2 separate regions of the Sus scrofa genome follow, and region 1 is linked to region 2. A link is a contact called in public HiChIP or PLAC-seq data. All regions are on one chromosome and are shown on one strand. Each heading gives the region's core, a stretch centred on a gene start, on an enhancer-like site or on the middle of the called end of the contact. The rest is flanking DNA. Distances are from core to core; before and after follow the strand shown.

The links. HiChIP or PLAC-seq counts read pairs in DNA pulled down with a chosen protein or histone mark.
Region 1: a contact with region 2 is called in an H3K27ac HiChIP or PLAC-seq map of alveolar macrophages. The contact joins the promoter of LOC110261576 here to the promoter of CFL2 in region 2. A contact is called at or near these places in 2 of 2 datasets of contacts at active chromatin or transcription factors (alveolar macrophages and skeletal muscle).

The regions. Positions count from the first base shown.
Region 1 is chr7:65,229,609-65,233,617 of Sscrofa11.1, reverse strand. It overlaps LOC110261576, which reads left to right and starts at 1,949. Exons shown (of 2, transcript XM_021099175.1): 1 at 1,949-3,158. The coding sequence starts at 2,536. It overlaps TRNAY-GUA (a tRNA gene), which reads right to left and starts at 1,047; the gene lies at 958-1,047.
Region 2 is chr7:65,089,213-65,093,327 of Sscrofa11.1, reverse strand. CFL2 (cofilin 2) reads right to left here and starts at 2,201. Exons shown (of 4, transcript NM_001025215.1): 1 at 2,027-2,201; 2 at 1,607-1,914; 3 at 1,409-1,485; 4 at 1-1,325. The coding sequence starts at 2,029. The coding sequence ends at 1,213.

The sequences.
Region 1 (4,009 bases), core at 700-3,199, 140 kb before region 2:
ATGCAGCCTTGGCTCCCCTCCTTTGCCCCCCTGCCCTGACTCCTTGGGCAGAGGAGGCTGCTGCCTGAACTAGGTCTGGGTTCTGGGGGTCCCCGGAGGGGCACCATATGCATATGTACACTCACATGGGGCAGGGGCCGGGGCCGGGGCCGGGGCGGAGAGGGAGAAGGAGGTACAGATACATCCAATATGGCAGAAGAATGGGTGCGAGCGTTTTAGCACCCTCGTACATACAGAGCGTGAGCAATCGCTGCTCTTTCTGAAGGAACGCGAGCTCTCCAGCTGCTCCCAGAACAGATGCGAAGGCATCTGAAAGCTGAGGTTTCCCCGGGACCACATCCCTGCCCTCAGACTAAGAGGAAACCTGAACGCACCACCGCTGAAGTCAAGGCTCACTGAGAACCCTGCGGCGTTTTTTGCTTCGGCCAATGTCAGCCCGGACGCAGGTGCACACCTGGCAGGGGCTTGGAAAATCTCAGGGTGGCAGTTCTGCCCCACGGAGCGAGAGCTTGGGAGAGTGGAAGGCTGTAGCCGGGAGAGACAGCGACAGTGACCATCCTTTCGGGGGCAGAGCTGGGGACAGGGCCCGAGACTGAGAGGGAGTTTCCAGGGAGGGTGCCATGGTTGTCCCTGGCCCACGCGACGGCCTGTGTGCTCCTGGGCCTCCGGGGCTGGCGGGGGGCAGCTGCTGCGCGCCCAGCCGTTTGGCTGCAGGGACGTGCGCGTGAGGAGCGGAGCGGCAGGCGGTGAGGGACTGAAAGAGGAGAGGGCGAGGGCCGTGGTGGGGCCGGAGGGGCCGCGCGCTGAGGCGGGAGCGGCCCGGCTGCGGGCGGGGGTGTTGCCCGCCACGGCCCCACGGCCCACGCGTGGCTGGGCAGGTGTCCCCAGACACCTCGGGCCTCCGGCCAGCAAGAGGGGAGGCTGCGCGCGGCGCAGGGCGCAAAAGCGACAGGCACCTCCTTCGAGCCGGAATCGAACCAGCGACCTAAGGATGTCCGCACGGATCCCGTCTACAGTCCTCCGCTCTACCAGCTGAGCTATCGAAGGGTGCGCGCCGCCAAATCCGAGCTCTTCCTTTTTCTTGCGAAGCCCGACCCGCGACGCCGGGACGCCCGAGGTGGGACACGCCCTGGGCTGTTTGGAAGCCGCTTTGAAGAGAGCGGCGAGCTCCGAGCCACGGCGTCCTGTGCGGGCGCGGCCGGGCCGTGGCGGTGGCCGCCATCCGCGCAGCGATTTTCAAAGAAAGATGCCGGGTCCCCGGCGCCCACCTGTGGCCGCCTGTCCCCTCCCCCGCCCCTGGCTACAGGCGGGGGGACCACGGGTCCGCGGCCGCAAAGCCGCTAAGACCGGCAGGGGAGGGGCGTTGGCGAAGCCATTGCGCGCGCGGGGAGGCGGAGGCCTGGCAGAGCACAGGGGAACCCACCGGGAGCGGCACCTCCTCCCCGGCTGCCAGCCTGGTGCTTTTCAAGTGCCTTTAGTTCAAGAGCAACCTTGGGCCAACATGGCGGGGTCTGGTGGGGCACTTTCTGCCACCTTTCAAAGCCACCATCATCTTGCCCGCGTTACGAAGTCTCCTGTTGATCTCCCCCCACGCCCACCCCGCTTTCGCCCTGCTACCCTGACAGCCAGAGTGATTTTCTTTTCTTGCGGGGGGGGGGGGGCCGCGGGGCGGAGGCCTTCTTGCTCTTCTCCACACACACACACACGCACGCACGCACGCACGCCGAACTGGACTTTGCTCTGGCTGATTTTTGTGGCCGGGCTGCTCTTCCCCAAGAGCCCCAGGACCAACTCCCTCACCTCCTTCAATCTGCTCCCATTGGCCCCTTCTCCAGGGAGCCTCCTCTGACCACCCAGGGTAACACAGCAGCCTGCCCCTTATGGCAACCCCCATCCCTTTCCCGCCTCATTGCTTTTTCTTCTTCTTCTTTTTCTTCTTTCACACCTCTCAACAGCTAACACTCTAGGTCATTGGCCGATCGTGTCCATTGCCCAGTTGCTCCCACCTTCCAACAGCCTCTTCTCTAAGACATGAGCACCCACAGGCCTTTTGTTCCAAAATTCCTCAGCTGTGAGAGCCACGGGGGTTGCAGTAAAGTAGTTGGATAGGCAAATGCCCAAGGTCAGCAAAGAGGAGATCAGGATATAAAAGACCAGGCCAGGAGCCAGGACTCGCCCAGGGGGAGGTGCAGTTTTCTTGTTTGATCGCAAAACACAGAGTTCCTTAAGGTGAGAACTGTACAGGTCCCAGCGGGTGACAACCCATGCAAACCGTTTCCTGCACTCACTGAGACACTTGCACACCAGACTCTAGTTGGGCTTCTAGCAGCATAATAAGGTCTTGTCCCCGGGCTTGACCTCCAGCCCCATTAATAATATGCCTGCCCGAGAAAGTCCAACCCCTGACACTTTTATTTATTTATTTATTTATTTATTTTAAAAAGAGCATTCGGGTAAAAGGGCTTAACAGTTGTGAATGTGGTTTCTCTTACAGTCCCAAAGTGTCCCTCCAGGACTGGGAGCCATTGCTTGGAAATGTCGTCCCGAGGGCTAGGGCCTCTGTCTCTGAGTCTCTGGGGGAGGCTCCACCCTAACTTCGCTAAGTACCTTTATCCCGACCAAAGCTTTGTAGTTTTTCACTTCCGACTCTGCTCGGCGCCCCCCGCCCCTACCTCCCCTACCTCCCCATCCCCCCTTAAAATGCCCCAATCCCCTCTTCCCAATTCCGAACGGACCGCAAGTCTTTCTCCTACCAGCAGCACTTACCGAGCAAAATTTGTTTTCACCACCTTCCAAATCGGAAAGGACCAGAGGGCACGGGTGGGGCCGCCCTGTGCGCGCTCTGCGGCGGCAGGAGGGGGCAAGGGCGCTCGCCCCGAGCACCGCACTCCGGGAGGCCCCAGCGCCACCCCTACCCCCACCCCCACCCCGGGTGTTCCTGCCAGTGTCACCCGGTTAGGCTACTCTGAAGCCCTCTGTGTCCCTTTTACTCCGTACGACCTCCTGGAGAACCAGCACCACGCTTCCTTACTAAGGCGGCTCCTGAGCGCTTCAGGTCCACCGGCAGGCAGACCTTTCCCGAGTTTTGCAGGACTAGAAGATGAGTTTGAACAGGCGAGGGCAAAACGGGCTGACATGTTCTTTTCGCCGAAAGGAAGGTGAGGGGCGACCCGGGCCCAGACCCGCGGGATCAACCAACTGGGGGTGCGAGGCCGCGAGCTCGCGTCTTCCCGGGGCCCCCCTTCAGGTTCCCACTCTTGGCCGCGCGCCCACGGCCCCCGGCCCAGAGACACCCGCGCGTCTCAGAGTGACTCTCAGTAGGTCCCTTGCCCCCAGCGGGGAAGAGAGCAGGGCGCCCGGGAGGTCGGGGCTGGGGCGTGGCGTATGTAGATGAGCGCGCGCGCAGAGGCTGCTGGTCCCGCTGCGCCTGCGCCTCTGCGTTTGCGTGTGGACCCCCGAGGGGGCTCTGCGAGGTTGCGGTGCGGGCGGGCGAGGCGGGGCGAGGGGCCTGGCTGGGGGGGAGGGCGCGGAGGCGGCGGGCGGGCAGTGAGCGTGTGTTGAGAGCGGGGCGAGGGCGAGGGTGTGGGGCGAGGGGTGGGTGGTGGGGCATACTTACCTGGCAGGGGAGATACCATGATCCAGTAGGTGGTTTTCCCAGGGCGAGGCTCATCCATTGCACCGCGGATGTGCTGACCCCTGCGATTTCCCCACATGTGGGAAACTCGACTGCATAATTTGTGGTAGTGGGGGACTGCGTTCGCGCTCTCCCCTGGTTTTTTTCTTCGTTTTTAATATAAGGAAAATTACGTGTTTTTGTTTTTGCGTGTTTGTGTTATTTCTTTAGTCTGGATAATGGAGTACTTGGACTGAGAGTTTGAATTCTTAGAAGTGTTATGATCTAAGGTGTACAGGTGAAGTTCACTGTTAACTGGGGTTAATCAAATCTAGGTAGTTCGGCAGTTAATCTAATCTGGATAAATTCGAGGTAACTGGCAGTGATCAGGCGCCG
Region 2 (4,115 bases), core at 952-3,451:
AACTACCCTAACTTATCCAGAGAACAAATCAGATATTAAAGAGTATTTATGTCAAAGTGCAAAAAAATAATTCCTGATCATATTAACACATAAGGAAATAAATAACTAAAGCTTGTAAAAGTACCCTTCTATAATAATAATAATTTATATTAATTGGATTTAGGATAGAATATTTTTTTAAACCAAATATGCCCAACAAACTGGAAAATATCATGCATGAATATTGTACAAAAAAATTCTTAAATGACCAGTGCAGAGATTAATAATAGCTGTTTATCCTAGGAGTTGCTTCACATGGTATTTTGCAAAATGTCCAAGGAAAACAAGGCAACATTCTGTAATATGCCACAATTTTTATTGCAACGTGGCCATTTTTGTGAGGGTGGGGAGTTGATCTCAAAAACAATGTTCCATTTAAGGCTCTTTTATACAGAAATTGCCATCATGACTGATATTCAAAATATCTTTAGTGTTGCAAGACTTACATACTTACATGGTAAACATAAAACTCCTACACTTATTCAGTAGTGTATACTCAATGGAAAACAAAAAGGCATTAATAATTGCTATTTCTTTTAGGAAGATTCGCAGGTAACAGGAATGAACACTGAGGTACTAGGATAAGCTGATGACACAGTTAGCACAACTTAATTGGCATTCCTTTTGAGGTGGGAGATTAAACTCATTACAAAAAAAGTGCTTTCAATGCATAGTGTTATATCCGTGCTGCCAAGTCACAAAAAATAGGCTTGCCAAGGCAGGTGAGGTGTATGAATGCTCGAGCCTCACAGAACTGCGATCAAGTGCAACTATAAATAATACTGAATAAAGTTTACCATCTTACCAGTGGATAATGCTTTCAAGGCATTCAATTAGCTTAACCCTTTGCAGTATTCTAAACTATTCACATTGACAATCACATTCATTGTAGTGCTTGCTGCAAGGGAGGCATGTAATCAGTTGTTTTGGCTAAAATATGAGGGGAAGGCATTCCTTGGGTTCTACATAAAAGTAACAGTATTAAACAGTCTAATGGCAATCACTGATAGGCTGCTTACATGAATGGTATTTCCTTCATTCACTGTGTTGGAAGGACCCAGTGGGAAAAAGAAGAAAGAAAAAAAAAAAACAAAAAACACCTAATACTATTCCAATCGACTGAGCTGGAGAAATGGAAGCTCCTTAAGATCCGGATGGCACTTGACTGTCATTTTATAAGGGTTTTCCTTCAAGTGAAACGACTACGTTGCCTCCCAATTTCTCTCCAAGTGTTGAACGGTCCTTTATATCGTCCAAGCCATTTACTTGCCACTCATGTTTAATACCTAAAAAGAAAACACATTACCCCATTACTTTATCATTACTAAGAAAGAGCAGTTCCTCTGTACAAAATATTCAATGTCTGTACCTGTAAATTTCTTTTTAATGGCATCTTTAGAGCTAGCATAAATCATCTTGCTTTTTAAAGGTGCACTTTCAGGAGCCCTATAGGGAAGAAAGAAAAAAACTGTTGACTCCCACTTAAGAGAAAAACAAAGGCAAAACTGACTCTGTTAATAACAATCCTTGCATTTTAAAAGTACTTTTTTCTTTTGTTTTTACACACCAGAATATAAATACTAGGTCTTCTTTCTTAGACTCTTTTGTTTCGTATGTGGCATCGTACAAAGCATATCGGCAATCATTCAGAGGTAGCAACTTCACAAAAGATGTGTAGGGGTCCTCTACAGTATCACCAATGTCACCCACCAAGATCTGCTTTGCTTCCTCTACAATTATTTGTCTTTTGTCATCACTTAAACAGAAGAGAACTGCTTTCTTTCTTTTTTTGATCTCTTCTTGTGTAGAAGATTTCCTTACTTTCATGTCATTAAAAACTTTGATGACTTCATCATTCACTGTAACTCCAGAAGCCTGAAAATAAAGAAAGAAAAGCAATTCAGTGCACACATTTTGGTTTTAACCGAAATTACTGTTTGCCCAGGGAGGATTCACTTTAGTCTGGACATCGAAAATTGCATCATACCATGCAAGTAGTCCAATCAAATTTGCCACATTTTAAGTACCAGTCCTTGATGCACCTAAGGATTCTAACTCATCCTGCCCCATTCATCCTTCTTTTAAAAAGGGGTTTGGAGGTGAAGTAACTGGAAGGTAGAGGGAAAGGGACAAATACAGGCTGTCCCATCCCTGAAATGTTTCCTATTTCACTGGGTGATGTCAGAGCTTCAGGAACAGCAGCAAAAATACCTTCTGTATTGTGTCAACCCAGCAGGCCTTAAAAAAACACTTTTGGATTTCAGTTAATGCTTCTACTATTTTTTTCTTTAAAGTCATCCTAGCCAGTGCCGTTTCCTCATATGGAAAGAGAATCGAGTGTGAACTCCAAGCCGCCCACGGCTACAACATAATTGCCTCACAGCTCAAAGGCAGACACTTCACAACTAACGGATCGGATCGCGTGTAAAAAGCTTTTTACAGCGAGAAAGCATTTTTAAGAGTTTTCCCACCTCCTTAATCTCCCCCTAAGGGTTTTATGACAGGCCATCAAGACCCTCACCGAAAGCCTCCAGAAAGGGCTTTACAGCACGTACCAATTTGAGAGCTCGCGTGCGGGGTAAAATTAGGTAGCGGAAGGCAAAGGCGGCGAGAGGAGGCGGGGAGGGTGGGGAGGAAGCTCAGTGGACCCTCCGGCGCCCCCGGCCGCCGCCCCCCGGCCCAGGCTCCAGCCCCCGCCCCGCGCCCCCCGCCCCGCGCCCGGGCTCTCCCTGCCCCCAGGAATCCGGAGAGCGGCCGGGCAGGGCCTGACGGCGGGAGGGCAGGCCGGCTGGAAGAGAGCAGCGGGGCCGCAGCGCCCACCTTGGAGGCCAAAATCAGGTTAAAATGGCGGCCTCAGGCCCGAGGCCCGGCGGGGCCGCGCGGGGGTTTATGCTCGCCGTGCCCCGGCCCCCTTGGCCGCCGGGGTCCCCGGCCGGCGCTCCCGCCTTACCATAGTGCCCGCGGCTGAGACTGCGGCGGCGGCGGCGGCGGCGGCTCGGCTCCGGCTGTGTGGCGATGCGAGCAGAAGGAGGGGCGGGAGGCGGCGAGTGCGGGGCACGCCGGGAGTGCGGCCCGAGAGGCGGCGGCGACGGCTCGGGGGGCTGCGGCGCAGGCGGGGCGGTCACGTGGGCGCGCCCCTGGCCGGCCCTTCGGCCCCGCCCGCGTCCTCGACCTGACCCCGCTCGCGCCCTGCAGGCCCGGCTGCCGCGGTCGGGGCCCCGGGACCTGGCGAGGAGGCCTCTACCCCGGGGCACCAGTGGTCCGGTCCTCCAGCTCCCTGAGGGGTGTTTCTACACTGCTTCCCCGAGAGCGAGGGCGCGGGCGCGTCTGTGGGGAACCGCTCTCCGAGGTGGTCTCGCCTTCGCCTGCGGTTTCCACCGAAAGGAGCTGGATTCCTACGTTGTGGGTCTTTTTTAGAAAACCCCTTAAGAGATGGTGTGAATTGTTTAGATCTCCTTCCTCCAATTCAATGAGAATAAACACTATGGGGGGGTCCCCCCCGCAATTGATGGAATTAATGAGCAAAAACAAAATGACAAATAGAGACGGAGAAATCACTTTCCAAAAGTCTGCGTTTCAAATAATAATAGGGGGAAAATTGGGTAGTAACATTCCTTGGTAAAATTCTTTTATATATTAGACTTCGTAGGAAATGGATTGCACTCTGCTAGTAGTCGTTTCTTCCTGAGGCCCCAGCTACGACAGCTGGCGTCAATAAGTGGACCCAAGAGTAGAGATTCCTCCGTCTTGGCAACTGCAATCTCTTCTAGCAAAGCCCGTATAACGGAGCCAAGGCTCTTCTCTAAACCTTTTTGATACTTAAAATTATACATCGCATTTATCATAGAAAAAAATTGTCATTTTAGACATTGAAGAAATTTTTCATAAAGATTCAGTGCTTTGTAAGTTTATAGTGAAAATGTTTTAAATGAAACATTTTATGTGTTTATGTATAATAAAAGGAAGATTTAATAAAATATTTCATTACTTTGGGTTGATTTATGCTACCTTTTATCCTAACATTTATCATTTCTACCTTACTTTCTTCATTTGTAAAATTGGTAAAAATGAATTTA